Regions from separate parts of the Mus musculus genome. Here all the other regions are linked to region 6. The links are chromatin contacts, called in public Hi-C, HiCAR-type and HiChIP or PLAC-seq maps. All regions are on one chromosome and are shown on one strand. Each heading gives the region's core, a stretch centred on a gene start, on an enhancer-like site or on the middle of the called end of the contact. The rest is flanking DNA. Distances are from core to core; before and after follow the strand shown.

Evidence for each region. Hi-C and Micro-C count contacts between places; a contact is called where the count stands out from the background. HiCAR-type assays count read pairs that join an accessible place to other places. HiChIP or PLAC-seq counts read pairs in DNA pulled down with a chosen protein or histone mark.
Region 1: an H3K27ac HiChIP or PLAC-seq map of extraembryonic endoderm stem cells shows a contact between it and region 6, with 8 times the contacts expected there. The contact joins the promoter of Acvr1 here to the promoter of Marchf7 in region 6. A contact is called at or near these places in 1 of 484 Hi-C or Micro-C datasets (muscle stem cells) and 1 of 115 datasets of contacts at active chromatin or transcription factors (extraembryonic endoderm stem cells).
Region 2: a Hi-C map of Th1 cells shows a contact between it and region 6, with 5 times the contacts expected there. The contact joins the enhancer-like site here to the promoter of Marchf7 in region 6. A contact is called at or near these places in 2 of 39 promoter capture datasets (cranial neural crest and embryonic stem cells), 1 of 484 Hi-C or Micro-C datasets (Th1 cells) and 4 of 115 datasets of contacts at active chromatin or transcription factors (acute myeloid leukemia, astrocytes, embryonic midbrain and 1 more).
Region 3: a contact with region 6 is called in an H3K27ac HiChIP or PLAC-seq map of thymic regulatory T cells, with 8 times the contacts expected there. The contact joins the promoter of Tank here to the promoter of Marchf7 in region 6. A contact is called at or near these places in 1 of 39 promoter capture datasets (liver), 3 of 484 Hi-C or Micro-C datasets (B cells, CD4 T cells and CD8 T cells) and 1 of 115 datasets of contacts at active chromatin or transcription factors (thymic regulatory T cells).
Region 4: an H3K27ac HiChIP or PLAC-seq map of thymic regulatory T cells shows a contact between it and region 6, with 5 times the contacts expected there. The contact joins the enhancer-like site here to the promoter of Marchf7 in region 6. A contact is called at or near these places in 4 of 39 promoter capture datasets (the 3T3-L1 cell line, frontonasal cranial neural crest, hippocampal neurons and 1 more) and 2 of 115 datasets of contacts at active chromatin or transcription factors (astrocytes and thymic regulatory T cells).
Region 5: a contact with region 6 is called in a HiCAR-type map of astrocytes, with 4 times the contacts expected there. The contact joins the enhancer-like site here to the promoter of Marchf7 in region 6. A contact is called at or near these places in 2 of 39 promoter capture datasets (the 3T3-L1 cell line and hippocampal neurons) and 5 of 115 datasets of contacts at active chromatin or transcription factors (astrocytes, embryonic forebrain, embryonic limb bud and 2 more).

The regions. Positions count from the first base shown.
Region 1 is chr2:58,565,145-58,568,520 of GRCm38.p6, reverse strand. Acvr1 (activin A receptor, type 1) reads left to right here and starts at 1,693. Exons shown (of 12, transcript NM_007394.3): 1 at 1,693-1,734. It also overlaps a transcript of Upp2 not described here.
Region 2 is chr2:61,492,008-61,495,482 of GRCm38.p6, reverse strand. No RefSeq gene overlaps it. Among named protein-coding and RNA genes, the nearest start is that of Gm33841, 40 kb to the left of the region's middle. Within about 2 kb of position 1,367, at least 44 of the 459 cell types and tissues checked have an H3K27ac peak or open chromatin away from gene starts, as enhancers often do. A contact at or near this core is called in Th1 cells and regulatory T cells, where this site is marked.
Region 3 is chr2:61,591,651-61,595,208 of GRCm38.p6, reverse strand. It overlaps Tank (TRAF family member-associated Nf-kappa B activator), which reads right to left and starts at 2,112. Exons shown (of 8, transcript NM_001164072.1): 1 at 2,001-2,112.
Region 4 is chr2:61,512,477-61,516,229 of GRCm38.p6, reverse strand. No RefSeq gene overlaps it. Among named protein-coding and RNA genes, the nearest start is that of Gm33841, 19 kb to the left of the region's middle. Within about 2 kb of position 2,044, at least 87 of the 459 cell types and tissues checked have an H3K27ac peak or open chromatin away from gene starts, as enhancers often do. A contact at or near this core is called in thymic regulatory T cells, where this site is marked.
Region 5 is chr2:61,400,781-61,404,174 of GRCm38.p6, reverse strand. No RefSeq gene overlaps it. Among named protein-coding and RNA genes, the nearest start is that of Gm39834, 32 kb to the right of the region's middle. Within about 2 kb of position 1,839, at least 177 of the 459 cell types and tissues checked have an H3K27ac peak or open chromatin away from gene starts, as enhancers often do. A contact at or near this core is called in astrocytes, embryonic limb bud, forebrain and 1 more, where this site is marked.
Region 6 is chr2:60,208,193-60,211,903 of GRCm38.p6, reverse strand. It overlaps Marchf7 (membrane associated ring-CH-type finger 7), which reads right to left and starts at 1,968. Exons shown (of 10, transcript NM_020575.2): 1 at 1,820-1,968. It also overlaps a transcript of Baz2b not described here.

The DNA.
Region 1 (3,376 bases), core at 444-2,943, 1.6 Mb after region 6:
CCCAAGGTCAAACCAGTGAGCCTCAAGGGCTGACAGTTGAAGCAAGTGTTACCGAGGGCTCTGTTGTATTGTTTCAGCCAGCAGGGATTACAGATTGGTGATCTTGCCTTGATCTGACCTGAACTTTCCTCGCCTGATCGCCACCAAACATAACTACAAGGACCCTCTAATGAACGATCCAAACACAAAAGAACCAAAAACCTTCTCTGCCTTTTTGCTTACACAACACCTGAAGGCTCTTTTCTAGCTGTTCCTTGTACACACACGCCTGTAAAGCTAGCTTGTTTGCAGCTTTTGCAAAGGCCCGATCTTCCACTTCCTTTGCAACCTTCTGCAGTGTTGCAGCCAGCGACCCAATAAATGCCCTCTACATGAAAGGACCTGTAGGGATAAAAAATACTTTATGTTTTCCCCATTTATTGGTGTCATGATTTTACTCTTGCTTTGTGATAGGACTGTGCATTATAAGCTTCTAGAGGGCAGAGAAAATGGCTTGCTGCTTCCAAACACTAAGCGGGCACCATGCAAAATTTGATCCTTGCATGCCTTTTTTGATGCTCCAGATAATATTAGCACACTGGGGTGTTTTTGTGTTTCTAAGGACCAAAGTTGTCAGCCTCTCTGCGGCGGAGAATGTTCCTTCCTTCCTACTGTAAGCTCCCGTGGCGCCTAGGACAGGGCGGGATTTTTGCAGAAGCCCCCCCCCCCCCCACCCCCCAGACTTGCTTATTTTTATTACCAAGGAAGCCGACTGCGAAAATGGCAAACGCTTGCATAACCCTAGACCCTGCGAGGAAATGAGCATAGTGGAAGGGGATCAGAAGACAAGGCAACGATGGCCTGGCTGAGGCGGAGCATTGAGTATCCACCCCTGTGCCTGACACGCAGGGCTGGAGATGAGTGCAGGAGCCCCCGCAGTTCCCGGCTCGGCTGCCTGCTGTCCGCCCGCCCCGCGCCCCGGGAGCTGTCCAGACGGCCCCGCCCGCGCCTACCTGGCCGCTCCCCGTGCCGCGCGCCTCCCCCGCGTCCCGCCAGCCCGGCTCGCAGCAGCCCACAGCCCGGGCGGCCCGAAGGGTCGGGGGTCGGGGGCGGCGGGCGAGCATGGCTAGGCGGGCGGAATCCCTGGGGCCGGGCGCCTGCAGGGGGCGCGAGGAGCGCCCCGCCCCGCCGCCGGCCCTCTCCCTCCCGGCTCCCTGGATCCGCGCCGGGAGGAAATGATGTGTTGCTGCCTGGTTAATCACAGCTCCAGACACTCATTGGCCGAGCGCTCCGCAGCCACTTCCTCCTCCTCCTCCTCCCGCTCCTCCCGCTCCAGCTCCCGGTCGCCGCCGCCGCCGCCGCCGCCCCCAAGCGCTGGGGGAACTTTGCCGCCGCCGGCTCCCCGCCGCCCCCAGCCGAGCCCCGCGCCGCCGCAAGTTTCCTCCGCCCTCCTCCCCGCCCTCCGCCTCCCGCCCCGCGACAGCCGTCTCCCCGGCTCCAGCCCGGTGCCTGCCGCCAGCCTGCGCCCCGGCCCCGTGGCCGCCAGCCTCCCGCCCCGCGCCGCGCCGTGCCGCGCCGCGCTGCACTCCGCCGCCGCCGCCCGGGCCACCCGCCCGCGGCCCGCGGAGTTCCGGGCTCCACGCCGGCTGCAGCGCCCCGCCCCGCCCCGCGCCCTCCCGCGCCGCCTTGCAGCTCCCGGTCGCCTCGAGCTCTCCGCCTCCCCGGGTTCAGCACCCGACCGCCGCTGGACCAGAGGTGAGAGCAGGTCGCCGGCCACGCCGCCGGAGCTGGGGACCGAGGGAGGAGGGAGCTTAGCTGGAGGCGAGACCGGGATCGGAGGTGGAGGGTGGGCGTCTCGGTGCCTCCCCCTCGCTTTCATTCTTTCTCCGGCAAGCTGCGTGCCCTCTCGACGTGGGGGGAAGCCGCGGCGGAACGAAACCGACTTGCTTAGGGCCTTGGCTGCCGGTGGGATCCGGGGTGGACAGAGGCTTGGAGTAGGGGGTTCGGGTGTGCGTTGGATGAACTCCTGCAGGGTGTGCGCCTCGGACTTATAAATCGATCTGGCCTCACGGCCCCGGGCTCACCTTCTAAGCTGAGCTTGGCAGACTAAAGAGATTGGCCAGTCACCCCCACCCACAAAATATCCATCTCTTCCAAGAGGAATTTTCTGCTGGAGAGACAGCCAATAAACTCTGTTCAACTCCCTCCCTCCCTCTGTCCTTCCTAGCTGCAGTTTCAAAAAGCTTCAAAGCCAGGAATGTGGGATTCATCTTCCGATCCCCAGAAGGCAGATGTGGTTACAGATGTTGCATAGTACTTTGCCAAGTTTAAAACCCTTCCTTCGACACTAACCAAAACAGTGAGGCTAGAACCTTGGGCGCGCTGGGGAGAATTGTGGGCCTGTGGGTTCACTACGTGCATGGACTTCTGTCTGGTTCAGAGACTGGCTTGGCTCTGTCCAGTTTGTGCCAGTTACGTCTCCCACCCTTCCCTACCTCCCTCTTCCCCTGGAGATCTGAACGTACCTTGCACGGCAGAGGAGCTATGGAGGAAGGTACTTGGGCAAGAAAACACCCATTTTTGTTGCAGAAGAAAAGTGTGTTGGTTAAAAAGTTGCCATTAATTTGGTGTTTGGAGAGAGACGGACGGTAATGCATTGGATTTGCTCTCTTTATTGGCTTTTCTTCTTTGCGGTTTGTGCGATTGGTGTGAGATGATGGGAAACGTCTCTGGTCCCATACATGTTTAATGCGATTGCATATATATATATATACATACACATATATATGTTTTTTGTTTGCATAGATATATAATTTCTGAAAAAAATCCCTCAAATAGAAACATAACGCAGTGATTTTAAAGGATCCAGTTCTTGAGAGGCAGACTGCTCTGACAGCCCAAGGGAAGGCGGTGGCAAAAAATAGACACCACCTCCCTTTTCCCCAAAAAATTCTTCCTGGAAAGGTGGTGTTAAGAAACTTCAGAGATGGGCTCATCCAAGTGGCAGGCCTTAAATGGAAACACTATAGTATGTCCTGGCACTAGTCTCTGGAGGTGGGTTGCTGGCCGGGGGCCCAGGCTCGGGCAGGCGGCAGACACTAGACTTGTGCTGACCTCAGACAGTGCCTTGCCATGCAGCTCTACAGTTGGCACACTGCTTAAGTATGAATCCCAGGCCTCACCCATGCCACTCTCGGGGACAGTGCAGTCACAAGGTTATTTTAAGTCTGCATAGGATCTGGATTACCGTTCTAAGCTCAGCTCCCTCCCTTTGTGATTTGGTTACTTTTGTTTTCTGTCCTGGGGTTGACAAATGGATGGAAGTGTTCTGAAGCTGAGCAGCGTGTGCCTTGGGTGGCTGTCACTTTGTAATGGGACGCAGCATCTCTGCTGCCAC
Region 2 (3,475 bases), core at 118-2,617, 1.3 Mb before region 6:
GGCTGCACTTCCAGAGGTCCTGGGTTCAATTCCCAGCGTCCACATGACCTCTCACAACGACCTGTAACTTCAGTTCCAGGGGATCCGATGCCCTCTCTGGCCCCCTTGAGTAGCAGACAGGATCGTGGTGCACAGATATCATGTAGGCAAAACATTTGTACACATAAAATAAAAATCAATAAACCTTAAAAAATATTTTTGCCTTGCCGGATTCTGTGCATCACACTGATAAATGTATTAACTTTGGGGGGGGGGTATCTTTAAAAAGTTTCTTTATAGTAAAAGCTTGTATAAAGACATGTTATTCTTTCAACCACTGTAGCTATAAAATGGTACAATACACGCAACAGTCCATTCTTTCTCCTTGGATGGTTTGTCTGGGAGACGATCACTACTTATTATTTTTTTAAACCGAGAGTTGACTGATTATATCCTTTGCAACACCAAGCTGGTCCTCTTTTTCTTCATGATTTCTAGAAATCTCTAATAGGAAGTTGCAATGTCTATTCTAAATGGATATGAATGATTTTAAAATTGAAAACTTAAACATAAAATTTTATTTTTAATCTTCTAGAAGGATAAGTTGACTTTCATGAAAAATTATTGCTTAATATAATTCATTACACTTAATCACACACGATTTAATATCTCATATTATGAACCGGAAGAAGGTTATGTTCAGAGACTAGCAAGGTACCTTGCCACTTAGGACTTCAACATGTTTATCTACATGTTGATTCATTTTTTTATGTTTAGAATTTCTTTGAATAAGCACTCAGAAATGCAAGATTTCAATTCTTGTCTGGCGTTCAAAGGCCAAGAAGATTTTTACTGGTCTAAGTGCAGGAAGCTGTTGGCTACCTTCCTTCTATTCCAGAGGAAACTAGACCTGCAGTACTGAGAAGCCACCACAAGAGGGGGCATGTCTCCTGGAAATGTGAGGATTTCGACTGGTTTTCAGACTAAGGCTGCCGGCATTTTGGAGGTGTTCTCCTAGGTCAGCAATGAACACTGTATGTGTAAAGAGAGGGCAATGATTATGCGTCAGTCATTGTTTACCTCGGAGAAAAACCAGCACTTTGCTGCTTGGCATTTTGCAGTCAGGCTGAGAACAGGCCAGCCAGGATGAAGGGAGACCACAGCATCACTCAGCCCATCTTTGCTGGCTCGATTGCAAATGTGGTAGCCAGAGAAAACCAAAACATCAAAAATGACTAAGAGGGGGATTAGAGGTGCATCTCTTCTATGTTTGAAAATGTCAGAATGAGGCTTCATTTGCATGTCGAATAGCATATTCCTGTTTGAACCCTGTCTGCCTCGCTGAAGATACCACGCAGGCTGGCAAGGTGCCCCTTTGCAAAGGGCTTGCACAGTCCCTACATTAGGCAGGAAACCAACCACTTTGCTTTGGTGTCAGCACAGCTGTTAGCGCCTTCACCTCAACATCTGGCAGCGGTTGGCTAACAGGAGGCTTGTCTTTTGTTGGGACAAACTGCTCCTTAGCTTGAGTGATAGTACTGGAAAATCCATGCAGGACAAATGGAATCTGAGGCTGGCCTTTATAATTCTCAGATGGTAAAGAAACACCACAACTGCTCAGTTGCTGAATGAGAATCCAAAGTGTTCGTAGAGAAATTGGCTCTGTAACAACCACACGCGATGTCATAGCGCTTGCAAGAGGAGGCAGAAGGATTAGGAATTCAAGGTCATTCAACTATGTAGCAGTTTCAAGAGAAGCCTAGGCAAGCCTCTGTCTCAAAAATAAAATAAAATATATTTGCTCAATTAGAGAAACAGAAACACATTGTTCTGTGTGTGCTGAAAGTGGGTTCTAGCTTATTCTTGTGGATAGGCACGACGCGAATGCTTTGTCCAGGCCGTCAGAGCAAGCTGCCCTGTCTCATGCTGAAAGAGGCCATTTGTCAACAACACAGTGCCTGAGCCAGATGAACACCCTCGGTGACCATGTGTCTCATCATGTTATGATTTTTTCAAGAAGAAAATAGCCAGAAAATAACAACAACAACAACAAATACCAACCCTTCTCCAGATCAAAAGAACAGAATTAGGAAATTTAGGGACTTGAGTGGAATTTTGGTAAGAGACACAGTTCACGTCCGTGGGAACCGCCAACTATATTTTCCCATTTCACTATTATAATGAACATTTTCAGGTGATTGATAACACAGGAATCTCATTTATGCTTCGGGCTATTTTGAGTGTTTTTTTTTAAATTAGTTAATTAATTAATTAGCTAATTTTGTGCATGCTCGCATGCCCTGGCATGCCTGTGGAAGTCAGAGAACAAACATATTTTTAACCAATTCTCTCCTAACACCTTGTGAGTCCTGGGAATCAGAAAGGGGCTGTCAAGTTTGGCGCAGTTGCCTTTACATGCGGAGCCATCTCACAAGCCCAATTTTGAGTCCTTACACTATAGGGCTGAGTTATACTCAGAGAGTGAGCTGCATGTCATGTGGATTCTGTAAAACCACATGTGGAGAAGACACTTCAACAAACTAGTCTCTGCTCTTCCCTCGATTTTTTTTTCTTTTTTTCTCTTCTCTCTCTCTCTTTTTTTTTTCTCAGAATGTCTCACACAACAGCCAAATATACCTCTGCAAAAACAGAATATAAGTGCTAGTTCTGTGAACTCTCTCCTCTTCTCATGCGGCTCCTCCCTCTTTTATTACATTTAATTATTTTTTTTGAAAGAGTGTTACTTTGTAACCAATCTGGCCTTGACTCTCCAGTGCTGGGATTACAGGCATTATATACAACTGTGCTATTAAAAATGATGAACTAAAGGGGCTGACTCCTAGAGCATTATAGTTACATATATGTGAGGCACATGAGGTATGTATACAAAGCTCAGGGAGCAGGTACCGAGAGGCAGGTGGGAGGAGCTGAGTGATAGATGGGAGGGGCCAAGAGGTAAGTGGGAGGAGCCACTCTCCATAGACTGTTGTTTTTCCAGTACTAGGTCCTTAAACTAAAAGCCAAGACTCTCCCCAGCCCCCCCATTCACTTCAAGGGAAAGGAAAGTGATGAGGGTTGGAAGTGCCTTGACATCTTAGGGCACAGAAACGGTGGAAGGGCAGAGACACAACCTTCGAACAGCCCATAGACCTTAATTTACTCTTGTCTTGGATTGTTTTGACCACATTCTGACAGTGTTGCTATTCTGTTAGCATAGTGAGCCAGTGCCTCTGTGGGAGAGCGCCCCCTGGGGCCAGAGGTGCGGAAGGACAGCAGGACCCACAGGTGTTTTCTGTTACTGTCATTCACCTTCTATCACCAAAGCTCTAAGGAGAACTGCCATGGGCACTGACCACAGAAAGGGGAAGAGGACATCTGGTTGCTGTGTTTCCTTTTTCTTATCTTGCTCCATCTTTTCAAAGTGACCTTTATTCTACTGATCTAGACACGGAGTCTTGTCTTGTGCTTACATATTTGTAAGTATAGTTCTCTATTC
Region 3 (3,558 bases), core at 863-3,362, 1.4 Mb before region 6:
TGAGGGGTTAGTTTCTCTCCTTCTACCTTGCTGGTCCTCGGGATGGATCCCTGATGTCAGGCTTAGTGGCAGACACCTTTACTTGCTAAGTCAACTTACTCACCTAACCCACTTGTACTTTTGTTTCTGATGCTATGATGAACACTATGACCAAAAGCAACTTGAGAATGAAGGGGTTCACTCCATCTTACAACTCATAGTTCAAAACCCATCACTGGGGGAAGTTGGAGCAGAAACTCAAGCAAGAAGCTGGAGCAAAAAACCACAGAAGGTTGATGCCTACTTCCCAGTTTTCTTCTCCCAGCTTGCTCATTCTTTCTTATAAAGTCTAGGCCCACCTGCCCAGGGATCATAGTACTCAGAGCTGGCTGGATCCTCCCATATCAACCAGCAATAAAAGAATACCTCACAGACAAGTTCACAGGCCATTCTGATAGAGACGATACCTCAAATGAAAATTCCTCTTCCTGGTATGTTTGTTTTTATTACGTTGAAAAAAAAAACCTATGATACCTAATTCATAATTATGTTTCTACAGTGTACAAGAATAACTTCAGATGTTTAAAATGAGTCAAGTATTAAAATGAAATAGCACAGGAAATTATCTCAATAATTTGCAAGAGGACAATAATCTTGGATACAAAACCTAGGCAAAGCCACATGACTAATAGTTCTTTACAGTATGTGGCACATAGCATGAAGGGTTACTATATCTGTATCTTCCTCCTGAGTTCTGGGATTAAAAGCATGAGCCACCATGCCTGGCAACAACTGTACCTTTAAGAAAGGAAAAGAAAGAAAGAAAGAAAGAAAGAAAGAAAGAAAGAAAGAAAGAAAGAAGAAAGGAAGGAAGGAAGAAAAAAAAAACGACATAAAAATCCAAACTTGGGAAAAGTGACCAACGCCAAGAGAAGAGGGTGTACAGAGTAAGCAATGATCTCATTTCCATAGGGGAGCAAAACAACGTGAGTAGGCGCCTTTAAGAGATGTGGAAGGCTTTGTCTTACATGATTGAAAACGCTTTAGCGGGGTGGTTTCATTTTCTCCTTTATCATTTGAGGGGTTCACGGCCCCTCTCAAAGGGGACAATATGGCTTTTCGCAAGAAGGTGGTGCTTGTCTTTCTGTTACTGGGCAAACGGCGGGGTGTTACTCCACCTCTCTTCACTTTCTAGCTTATCGTTTCTTCTTCATGTTAACTTCTCAAAAGTTTCTGCGAGAGAAAAAGACACCCAAGAAGGCTGCTTTGTACAGCCAGCCTAATAGTGAGAGAGCCTAAGTCCTCTGGGGGTACAGCGAGCATCTTCCCCCTTGATCGGATTTCAGGACAAGCATTGCTCTTTTTCTTCTCGTTTGTTTGCTTGCTTGCTTGTTTTTGGTGTATAACTCGTTGCCACTCAGTTTACACGACGGTGGAGACTCTACCTAATGACTGGGTGACCAGGGAAGGAGGATGGCTACTTCTGCTCTTTGAGCCTTGGCCACCCATTCTCTCCGGGACTCCTAGGGGGAAGTTACCCAACTTCTCATTGACAAGACTATGATGACACTCCACAGGAAAGCAGAGAAGGGAATTGTGCAACTCCCGGGATAGACACAAAGAGTCTATTAAGTGTTCGAGGGCATAACCGCCGGGGCGACCGGCTTCTGCGAAGTCGAGGACTCCGGGATCCCCGGCGCCCCAACACCGCAGGCCGTGCCGCGCTCGTTTCCAGCCCCGGGAAGCAGCGAGGAGAGCGGCAGTCACCCTGCCGCGACGGGTGGGGGACTGTCGTCGCGGAGCTGAGGTCACGGGCCGGGAAAGCCCCACAGGGTCAGCTCGGGGACAGGGACCCGCGCTTTCTCTCGCTCAAAATCGCGCTGTAAACTCGCTGGGGCCGCAGCTCTACTTCTCGGAGGAGACTTCGGTGCAGCGCAGCGCATCCCACACCCGCTCACACACCCCAGCCCTGCGTCCCCGGGCTCGGCCGACCCAGACTCCCTGTCTCCGCTTTTACTCACAGTGGAGGGTTCCGGCTGTGCTCGCTCACGCCACAGGTCGCCGGTGCCCGGCAGAATGACTGCAACCGGAAGTAGCTTTCCGTTCCAGTTCAGAGGGCAGCGACTGCGCTCTGAGTCATTAACGCTTCACCTTCCATCCTCAGGGCCAGCCCCGCCCCACGTCCCGCCTCTGCAGGAAAGCCCCGCCCACAAAGCCCCGCCCCGCCAAGCTCCTTGGAGGCCCGGGGCCATACAGGAAATAGCATCTGACAGTAAGAGAACCCTAAACATAAGTCATTTGTTTAAAGGTCACTTCAGTGTCTTAGCTAGAATTTTGAGCAAACAGTAAATAACTACTTCTAATATTACCTTATATGTAGGTTAGAGAACCACTCAGAAAAACTTGATATATTGTGAAATTCCTGTTTAGAGCAGGTAGGGGAAGGCCCAGGAAATTACAGTTTTCACCAGATCCTTATGCGAATATAATTGAGTTAAAGTCCACAACTTGAGAAATATTACATATACACTCGGTGTTTCCTCCCACTAGTAATACTTTCCAATGGATATACTTGCTAAAAAAAATTCAATTTCTAGTAAATTTCTCGGGGATTAAAAGTTTCTCATTATTTTATCCAGACATGCTTGAATGATAGCTGAGAGAGAAATTTCAGATGGACGCAGTGAGAAAAACATCTTTTCCGTGTTAGAACAAGAGAGTTGGGTTCTGGCTGCCCCATTTTCTCTTTAGTTCAAAGATTCAAACACTTGTCTGGTTCTAACCGTTAGCTTGAATATTTGGGGCAAATTTTAAAATTCAAACCATCGTTTAAAACTATTAAAAAACTTTCATCAGCTGCGGTTGCTCACAGAAAACCTAAGCAAGATCCAACCAATCAACCTGCTACCACAGTGGTGGGTGGGGTTCACAAGCCCATATGTCAAACCAGTATCTGTGAGGAGCTAAGGGCAGTGGGTGGACTTGAGGGGAGGAGGCCAGTTTTATTTAGGGTGTGTCTCATGCTTCAGTAGATGATACTATGTCTGAATTTATACAGGCAGCACAAACTGGACTTTGTGGTCACTTGGGGTGGGAGGTGGAGGTCATAAGGTTGGGAGAGGGGATGGATCTAGGAGGAGTTGAGGGGGATATGGTCAGAACATTGTGGGGCTGGAAAGATGGCTCAGAGGTTAAACACATGATTGCTCTTCCAGAAGACCCCCGTTTAATTCCCAGCACACACATGGCAGTTCACAACTGTCTGTAACTCTGGTTCCAGGGGATCCTATACCCTCACCCAGACATATATGCATTATAATATATTTCTAAAGGAAAAATAGAACAAACACATTATATGATTCTTTAAAAAATATTATAAAATATTACTCAAAATTTTAACAAGCAGAACTTCCCACCTATAACATTTAGATCAAGTAAACACTTTTTCCCACTAAGTCATCAAGTTAATTGTGACACAGCACTGCTCATATTAAAATAAAACAAAATGACTTGTTTTCTCTAGAGCAGGGTTAGATGCAAAGTAAATTGAGAGAAAGGTCTAGAAACTTCCAGCATGTT
Region 4 (3,753 bases), core at 795-3,294, 1.3 Mb before region 6:
GTCTGTTTGGAGAACTGAACCCTGGTCATCAGCCTGTGCGACAAGTTCTTTTATCTCCTGAGCCATCTTGCCAGCCCCAGTAAAGTGGTATCAAAGCAAGTAGAATGGTGGCATCCTATGATTTAGCGGTGTGGAATTAACAGCCCCTCTTTCAGTGTTCTCAAACTCTCACTATAATCTTTATAAAATACTGTCAAGGATAAAACCTTACACTATCATATATTAAAAAGAAAACTCAACAGATGATCTGATGCTAAAACTTATGAGGAAATTACCCATTTCCACAGCCAAGTAGATGCAGATTGAGGCAACTGTTTGCAGCCTAATCTCTGCCTCTTGAAGTAGAACTGGCCAGCTGTTCTCAGACCTGAAAGAAGTGGAAAGCCCTGCCTTCCTTCACTGACTCCCTGCTGAAATGGGTCCTGGATTTAGAGTAACTGGAGCTAGAAGTGTTTGCTGAGACACAGTGTGCTCCTTCTCTTGTACTTTCTACATCAAGTCACAAACACTCTGGAAGGAAGTGAGATTGGCAACTGAGTGTTGTCTCTGGGCACATTCTATCTCCACAGTTGAAACACTGAGGTTAAAAACAGTGATCTATAGTTAGACTGACTTTGGCACTTAGACTCTGAGCAGATACTCCAATTTTTTCACAATTCAGGGTTACTATTAGTATCACACAATGTAATGGATACAGAATACAAAGCATAATTACTAGTTCAATGTTTTATTTGATAAGTGGCAGACATTTTTATTATGACAAAGAAGGGTAGAAAAGGGGAAATTTCTAGCAGGGTATGTTGTAAATTGTTTTGTAACTCCTCTGTGTTCAGTGTGTCAGAGAATCTAGCTTTAAGATAATGGTGGGTCCTCTCTTTTTGTCCTGTTATTTAAGATGAATATTTCAGACAAAGGGCATGGCCAGGAGCCCTTCACCTCACCAGCTGCTGCACAGTCAATGAGAAATCACACCTGAAGGGACAGGGTGTGTTAAAGCCAAAGCTGGTAAAAAGATAAAAATTAACATTATGCCAAAAACACAGTGGATCTATGAAAAAAACAAAACAAAACAAACAAACAAACAAACAAAACCTCCAAACACTGGGAGATGAAAATGGTTTGGAATCTTCAGTGGAATGAAAAGAACCACTGCTTTCATGAACCAGTAGAAAGTTGGTTAATTACTTTCATTTAGGGAGAGTCTGGAACCTTATTGGGCTTCCTTATCTCTGCCCTGCATGCTACCATCATTCTGGTGACTCTTATCTGAAATGCCTTCTAACTGTGGGCTGAATTGTATATCCCCAAATCCATGTGCTGAAGTCCCAACTTATGGTAAGCGTGTGTCTCAGCAATTCAGGCAGGGGTTAGTTTTAGGTGGAACCTTCTAAAGCTAACTAAAGTTAAGTGAAGTTATTGTGGTTTTCCTATGAACTGAATATTGAATGTGTCTAGATTCATTATAAGAGCAGACACACACACACGCTCACAGAGCAAAGACCGTGAGAAGGCAGGGAGAATATGATCTCCTCTAGGCCAAGGACATTAGCCTCAAGTCAAGCCTGTTGGCATGTATGAGAAAACACATTTCTATTGTTTAAGTGAGCATCTTACTACAGAAGCCAAGTAAGGTACCATCCGTTTGCCTGATTCCTTGGTCTACTTCCTCATTTCCAGAGATAACCCCTTTTACCGGCATGATACCCTAAAGTTGTCATAATCTATGTCTACCTGCCATCTTATGAAGCTTACGTTAAAATCTGAACTGTTTAGCTCTCTCCTATGATAGTTAAGTTGTCCTGCAGCACTGCACAGCTATCATTGTGTCCCAACCACATTCCCGGGCCTTCTTCCCTTCCTCGCCTTTAAACATCCCTGCTCTCTTTCCTCCCGATGGAGTCGTATGGGTTACCACTTCACCCTCTGTCTTATCAATATTTCTAACTTCTCTTTCCTCCCACACGTGGAGGCCTTTCAGAGCCCCACCCAGCTGTCTGTCTTCCCTGCCCACACAGCATTTTGGGTGCTGCTGGAGGAAACCACACAGCCACATCACATGTCCCGAACCGTAGTCAGCTCGCAGAGGCCCTCAGTGCTGTTCTGGCGTCTTTCTCTATACAATGAATAGCTCAAACTTCCTCTACCCTCATCTTTAAAATGTAGACTTCACAACATACACCCTTGTTAACCAGCAAACGAGCTCATTTCCTTGTTGGCAGAGAAAAGTGAGGTCGAGAGAGAGAGAGAGAGAGAGAGAGAGAGAGAGAGAGAGAGAGGAGACTTCCCAAAAATTCTGTTAACCAACATTTAATTTTTCTTCCCGTTTTGCATTTTTCTTCTGGTAGCCAACCTCAACATTTGTCACCTTCTAATAATGCCTTGACTCATTGGCATTCAATCAATCCAAGACTCTTTCTCTTCTTTGGTTTTCTATCAAGTTTAACAACTCTCCTTTCTCCATTGTTTATGGCTTTTTCTCTCCTTGTAAACAGTCTCATGATGCCCCAGAAGTGCTCCCTACAGCTTAAACATATTGTTCTATGGATCCTTTATATAAATAAAAAAAAAATCTTTAGGCATCTTACTCATGTGTGACATATAAAAAAGTTGATCTCATAGAAGTTGGAATGGAGTGGTGCCATCTCACCCGCCTTTGTCCATTATTATAGGACGAAATATCATAACGTATATAAAACGCTTATATTAACACCTGAGAATATAGTATGTATTAAATAGAACTACTTTTCACATTTCTTTTTTTTTTTAAGAGTTTTTTTTTTAAGTGCATCTTGTTTGTGTGTGGATGTGCATGTGGGTGCAGGTACCTGAGGAGGTTGGAGAAGTTTGATCCTGTGGAGCTGAAGTTATAGGCAGTTATGAACTGCCGGGTATGGGTGGTAGGAACCAAGCTGCCTTCCTCTGCAGAGGCTGCATGTGGCCTTAACCATGGAGGCATCTCTATCTCTTCTTTCTTGTATTTCTTTAACCATGAAACACTGATGATGAGCGAATCTAGTGAAATCACTGTTAAGTCTCTCCCGCAGAATTCATACAAAACACCTGCTCCTTTGTGCAATGAATCTCAGCATTGTTACAACAGGTACAGCTCTGGCTGGGAAGGGGGATTCCTGCCCGGGGCTGTAAAGGATCTTTTGCATCACACACAATAGATTTGAGCACGAGTGCCTCTGACATTTAGTAACTTTAAACACTTATTTTCTTGATTAATTCAACCTCAGAAAAGTAGGCTGCAAATTCTCTTTGATATCCTCAAAACAAAAGCCAAAAACATTTGTGTGTGTATGTGTGCGCGTGTGTGTGTCTGTGTGTGCGTGTGCATATGTCACTATGTATTTAAATTCAGAAAGAGAGAAAAAATGTCAATTGTTCAAATGACAAAAAGGTGTGTGGGTTGAGTCACTCTGGATACTAATGACACATACTACTTAGAATCCAGGTGATAATTTAAACAGTGGAAACACCTAGATGAGTGAAAACACAAAGATGTGAACTTGTCAAACCCTTCCTTTTAATTAGCATGAACAAGCAGATTCGTTATGGTGAAATGCCTTAGAAGTATTGTCCGTTTTCTTGCTTCCTTTCATACTCTGATATGTGGTCCAGGGGTATACTCACAAACTGGTATAATGTTCACAGTAGTTACACAGGGATGTGGAGGTTGGATTTTAAATAGTTCATATTACTCACATTTGAAAAGGCTGAACACCCCTGATATAAAACTTAAAACTTAAA
Region 5 (3,394 bases), core at 590-3,089, 1.2 Mb before region 6:
CTGGTTGTCTGTCAGTTAGGCTGGTGACAAGTACCCCTGCCCACAGACTGTCTCACTGGTCTAGGCTGGTTTCATACTATTGGGGTTTGAAAATTCTTCATGTTTTCTGGATATGAGCCTGATATGCATTTTATAGATATTTTCCCCCAAGACGTTCTATTCTGATTCCAGTGCCTTTCCTAAAGTGACATTTTAAAATCCCCCGCAGTCTTGGGATTGATGTTGACTATGCAGATGCTGTCTGATGCTCCATCTCAGACTCTTGATCATCTCATCCCCATAATATATAATATAATGTATGGGCTGTGGCTGTGGTTTGGGGTCCCTTCCAGATTAATTCTCTAGCAGATTAAAAGAAAACAGACAACCTAAGTGATTTACTTTTAAAACCCATGCAAGAGGGATGGCTCAGCAGGGTGTTCTGACCTTGCTGAGGAGAGGACCTGAGTTCAGTTCATAGCACCCACTATGACAGCTCATGACTACTATATATAACTCCACCTCGTGTGTACTCTTCTGGTCCTTGCACACTCTACTCACGCGAAATACCTTCCCATAGAAAAATACTTAAAAAAAAAAGGTCTTTAAAAAAATCAGTGCAACGTGTGATATATTTATTAGGTATTTTTATCCACAAGTAGTTCTGAGTCGGGCTTAGGAAGGCAGACTCTGCCTCTTATCAGCTAGCTTTGCATCACCTATTATGGGATGCTAGAGCACCACCACTGGAAGGCTCTTAGAGGCCAGGTGGTAAACGCAGGCCATGGATCAGCAGCATCAGCATTACCTAGGAGTCTGTAAGAATTTCAAAGCCTGGACCTTACCTTACCCCAGGTTAGAATTTGCATCTTAATGAGATCCCCAGGTGCACATTAAAGTTTCTGAAACACAGCTGTTCAGTTGGTCTGGTTTTCCTTCAGATTTTCAAACAAAAGAAACCGCAGTCCAGAGAGAGCAAGGACAAGAGCCGGGAAGAGAATCTGACCTTTTTATTTTATGGCTTGTGTGTAGGACCATGCACCACCCACCTCCAGCATCCCGATGACAGCCGCAGCCCAGACTACCCCCATCTCAGCTCTGTGAGAGCTTCGGCATTCTTCATCAGGAAGAGAATAGTCTTTCTGAGTCTTCCTCCAGAAACTCCTCCCTCCCTTCTTATTCCCAGTATCCTCTAAGGATACTCAGCTTTCAAAATGCAGACTTCCAAATTTTCGTAATAAAATGAACTAAAAACTCTTTGGGGAGGAAAGTGATTTTCCCGTTGCATTTGTTTACTCTCGGTGAGCTCCTGAGACGGCTAACACACTAGTTGTTAATCACACCATCTGTTCAAACGGCACTGTGGAACCATTACATTCATCCTTTCTTCTTTTTACGGAAAAAAAAATTTCAGAACACTATGTTTGCGTCTGTTTTGCTCCATCACCTGGCAGTGTAGTGTAAGCTAGTTAATCTTTCCAGTTGAAAATAACTTTCAATTGGCAAATACGTATTTTTAATGTTCATATATCACATACACAGACTCCTCCCCCCCCCAAAATGTGTCCTTTGACATTCCAAACATGGAAAACGCTAAAAGAAAAAGAAAATCTGTTACAGACTGTATGCTTGTCAAAGTTTTAAGCATTTGATTATATTTAAATGAAGCATTCAGGACGATGATTTGTCTGACTGACCCGGAAAATATTTTCCCCGTTGGCCCTGAAGATGGCAGTGCTGTGCAGTTTAGAACAGCTCTTCGTTTCCCCCCCCCCCCCCCACCCCCCCGCCTCACCTCCCCCCCTAAGGAATTTCTGGAATGGCAGAAAGTGGGGGAGGATCCACCAGATCTGAACCTTCTAACACTTAGCACAAACCTCTCCTGAACCCTGGGACAATCTGGTTTGTCTTTCAGTCTCTTTGTTTTTGTTTAAGACTGTACCTTATTCGTTTCCTGTTTCCAGTCGCAATAGAAATGGGACTAGTTGAACGATTATTCCCATGTCGCGGGTAGCCAAGGAAGCGACTATAGCTTACCGAGAAGCTGGTTTGCAACAGCCTGCCTTTTTTTTTTTTTTTTCTTTAATTCTAACAAAGGCTTTACCCAAGATAAACTGAATACTAGAGGTTTTGAGAGCCCACTGGGACCACATCTCTGGCAGCCTCCCTCCGTCTCCTAACTCGGGACGCCTGTTGTATCACATTCTTTACATTTTATTAGCAGGGACTAGAAGAGTCGGTTTGGGGCAGCATATACCAAAGGCGGTCTCTTGACCCTGTCATTGTGAGGTGTTGGCGGGGAGAGAGAGGGAAGAGGCGTGTATATGCCTAACTTTGGGGACTCTTAAAATAGGGTTGTTTAACTAGCCAGAAAAGACTTATTGAAAACAAGCACACGAGGGCTCTTATGTGACATTCTGTCACCAATAAACCAGTAGTGCTTATGTCCTCTGAGCCAACTTCCCCCACCCCCACCGTGGCAAATGCCTCAGCAGTATCTAATTTAACCTTCACCACCACTGTCTGAGGCAGACACAACATCCCTTTGCTGGAGGTTTTTGCCTTTATACGTGGAAACTAAGGTCATGAGACTAGATAAAATTGTTGGGCTTTACATTTTGAACTCTAGAATATGCTGAAGCATTCATCGCCTTGAATTTTGGTTCAATGGAGAGATAACAAAATATTAAGCCCTTATCAATGAAGCATATTTGGTACCCACTTAATGATAAAGAAAAGGAGAGGCCAAGGCTCTAGTACGTCATTCTACCAAGGGCTACACAATTGCAGAGAAGCCAAGCCCCCAGGAAACATACCATTTGTTTTGAAAAAAAAAGGGGGGGGGTGGTTCTAGATAGAAGACTGTATGATGTTAGGCATCTTAATCTAGTGCAACATCTTTAAAGATGAGGGCAACTTAAGAATCGTTCCCTATCTTTTTTCAAAATTTCCACTTGGAGTTTTCAAAGTCAAAGTTTCCCCTCCCCCATCCATCTTGTACTACAAAACAACCATCTCTCTCCCCTTGTGGCGCCTCTCCTACCCCCCCTTCCCCACTTCTCTCCTCTCTCCTCCTCTTCTTCTTCTCTCTCTCCCCCCTTCTTTCCCCTTCCCTTCTCCCTCTCTCTGGCTAAGAGTGCAAAGCAGCTGGGGTGGAAGGTGAAAGATAAAAGCACAAGGATAATCTATCTGTTAGTATTTCAAAATTGTTACTGCGACCAGAAAGAAGGCAGTGTTTACCCTTCTCCCCCAAATGCCTTGGGCGGAGATCACGTCCTACAGAGATTAGACTAATTGGAGGCTGCTGAGGATAACTGGAGAAGCCCCAATCTAAGTCCTCTCAGTGGGAAATGGCTCCTTTGTTAAGGATCTAAGTTCACTTAAACTTCTTCTTAGAAGTTTGTTTTGAATAAAG
Region 6 (3,711 bases), core at 719-3,218:
CTGTGAGTTGTTGGAAGATGTTGCGTCAAGCTCATTCCTGCAAAGGGAAGTTCTAACCTGGTAACCAAACAATGCTTACACTACTTGATAAATTTTCCACTCGACCATTACTTTCCTAAAATATATTAAAACGTGGATATAACAGATGACAGGTGTGTGAGAGATGGATATGGAATAACATTTGACTGCATAAAGGCTACAGATGGCTCACATTCAAGTTGATTATCCAAAACCTTCATGTAGAACACAGAAAAATCTGTGAAGTTATATGAGAAAACAACCTTCCTTATTCAAGACACCTGACCTGGGTTGAGGGGTCTTGAATATAGCTCAGAGAGCAAATGCTTAGCATGCCCGAGACCCTACACTGTGTAAGACAATCTGACCCATCATGTAACTGAAAATAAGGTAATGGGGGGTACTGAATTGCATTATATACATATATGAAACTGTCAAATAATGAAAAAAAAATCTTCGGGTATGAGAGAAAGAGGAGGGCGTGAAGGAGGGAGGTGGATGGTGTACCAAACATCTAGGGCAAAACTAGAAGTGTGTGGTGGTGTTGATCTGGTGGCACAGCAATCCCGGAGCTCAGAAGGCTTAAGCAAGAGTATCTTACCTTAGAGGTGGGTCTGGATAACATCATGAGTTCAGTGCCAGCGGGAAACACAAGGTAAGAGCCCTCTAATCAACCCATAAAAACATGAAGCTATAGGGACACAACTCACAAAGTCCAAGTTTCGTTCTGACCAGAATGCTTGATGATAAAACTTGGTGGTAAATTCCTTCTGTTTGAAGTCATTAAAAATCCACAGTACAAGTATTATGCCCTGTAGTGTGCCTGCTCTGCTGACTGCTTCACACACTATCTCCTTAAAAAAGGCATCCCAGGAGTCGGGGGTGGAGGGGACTCATCTCAACTAGGAGATCTTAAGAGGTAAAATAACTATGGTCATGGCGATGCCAGAGTTTCTGGTTCCATTGCGACTGCCTCAGCACAACTGCTGCTTCTCTCACTCACACACACACACAAAAGCTCCTCAAAAGGAAATACTGACCCCATTTCGGGTTATCTTGTGAGACTACATAGGATCTACCTTTTTTAGTGAGAGTACTATTGTTTGTCAATCAGGACGGTATCTCGGTACTCACCCCTACGTTCTGGATACAAACGGGGGAGGGGGGGTGGGACTTAAAAAATAAGGACACTGAAGACAATAAAAACACACACACACAAACTACAGAATGGCGTGTGACCCGGACCCGCTCTTTAAACTGTTTTCACACTGATCGTGACGTCATGTTTATGACCCACACGGATTTCCACCCCCATATACCAACACGTACTTTTGTAGGGGGGTGGAGAAGGAGGGTGTTCACTGTAGTGGTTTCGGGGTGTGTGTGTGTGTGTGTGCGTGCGCGCTCTTCACTACGCAGTTTCTCCAAGGTGAGGGTGCATTTTACTACTCACACCTTGCGTGTCTAGAGTCGGCCCCTTACACCCGTGTCTCGCCCCGGGTCAGGAGAGCCAGCCTTCCTGCCTCACATGCCCGTGTCACGCCACTCCCGGTGCGGGGCCACCGAGAGGCCTACCTCCCTCCACCTACTCCGAGGGGACTGGGGGAAACCGACCGAAATCCCGGGTGAGCCGACCCCGCACTACGGCCGCCCGGCGCCGCAGGTCGTCGCGGGTCCCCGAGGGACGCGCACCATCTGCCCGCCCGCCCGCCCGCCCTGCCCCCGGGGTCCCGGGTGGGGGTGGGGGTGGCTCGCACTCCAGCGCTCCCCTCCCCCCCACGCCGCCGCCGCCGCTCTTTACCCTCTTCCACCGAGCACTCCGCTGCAGGGAGTGTCGCGCTCGCCGCAGCCACACCGCCGCCGCCTTCCTCGCTGGGCTCGGCTCGGCTCTCGGGCTACCGGCAGAGAAGTCGGCGACGAAGCACAATGGCGGCCGCCCCTCCGGATGCGCCGCAGAAGTGGCCGCCGCCGTTGGCAGCCCCGCCCTTCCTCCTCCCCCGCCCCCTGCGCGCTCGCTCGCCCGCTTCTCGCGAGAGCCGCGGCGGCGGCGGCGCTGGCGGCGCTGCGGGGGAGCCGGGAGCTGCGGGCGGGCTAGACGTGCCCCGCCGCGGGGTGGTGCTCTGACTGCGGCAGCCGTTGAGGGCCGCCTCGGGGGAAGCTGCGAGGCGCCACGGTAAGCGGCCGCAGACGGTCGGCGACGTGCGGGCGTGCGGGCGCCCGGAGCGGCGCGGCGCGGGAGGCCGGGCGGGCCGGTCGCCGCCCGCAGTGCGAGGGGCTTCGGCGCCCGCCTGGCTCCCGCGCCCGCCGCGGGCCCCTACCAGGCCCGCCGCTCCGGGTCCCGCCCGGCTGGTTGCGGGGGTGGATTTTGTTTTCTCTGCGCTCGGCAAGTGGCGCAGGGACTGTTTACGGAATGGAGTCCGACGCTGCCTTTCCCCCACCTCCCCTCGAGCCTCCCCGGCGCGTCCTCCCTGCCCAACCTTGTAGGATTTGACAGCTCTCCCTCCACCTACTACAGCCTTCCGATTGATTCCTACACCCTGCTGCTGGCAGTTTCCCTGGAGTAAATAAGTTGTAGCGACGGGGTATTTGGACGATCACTTCGGAATCTTAAAAAAAAAAAAAAAAAATCGGGCTTTTTAAGCTCTGAGAGCGCAGCTACAGGTTTTGCAGCAGACATTCACTTATTTAGAAAGAGCGAGGGAATCTGTGACGTAGTCTGAGGAATACGAGAAGAAACTTTCAGAAACCACGGTGAATGTGGTTAAACTAAGATGTAAATGAGGACTAAGAAATGCAAGAGAGTATGGGAAAAGCCACAAATTATGTGGCGTTTCAATGATGGACCAAACGCAAGTTGTTTAACGGTAAGTTCTTACTAAAACTTGGAAGCACAGGGAGGGCACTTGGGTTTTTAAGTGACCTATTTGATTTAAGGGTGTTTGTTTCAAAGAATAACTTGGATCTACATAATTCCACTAAGTGACTAAGTGAAATGCTACATATATATATATATATATATATATATATATATATATATACACATATGTATATATACATATATACAGTCAGTAATCATCTCTCATTTTTCTTCACTCATCACTAATAAATTTCGTACAAACTTAAGGGTTTTGGGTTGTTTTTTTTTTTAATTTTGTTAAAGTTGACACCCAGGTGTCATCCTTTTAGGGCATGTAGTAGACAAAGTGTCTGGTAAAGGATAAAATTAAGTACAGATTACTTTTGAGGAGATGTAATTTGTCCTTTTAAGAGAAATAATTGTTCCATTCTGTTTGGCCGTGTAACACCCTTAAGAATCAGAATTCATGGGTTCATATCTCAGCACTTTGTCTGATTACCTTTGTCTTCAGCAGTTCTTTAATGTTGCCAAGAATTCCTTAACCCAGGCTTCTTCCTGTGGGTTAGGGAACCCTAATCCGCCATGCTCCCCAAACTTCATGGTGGTGTTGAAGGGATTAAATGAGGGGATCTGTCAGTTCTTAGAACATAGCAAGCGTTCCATAATTGTTAACAGTTACGTTATGTGTCTAAGCCACCATTCGGCCTTTCTGGAACTGAACCTTGTGGAGACCCCTTGAACATCTTTCCCAGTTTATTTTGTGTTAAGAGGATCGACTGCACCATTTTCCTGAGCTATAGTAGACAAACGTAGTTAGTGGGAACTTCTCTACAGAA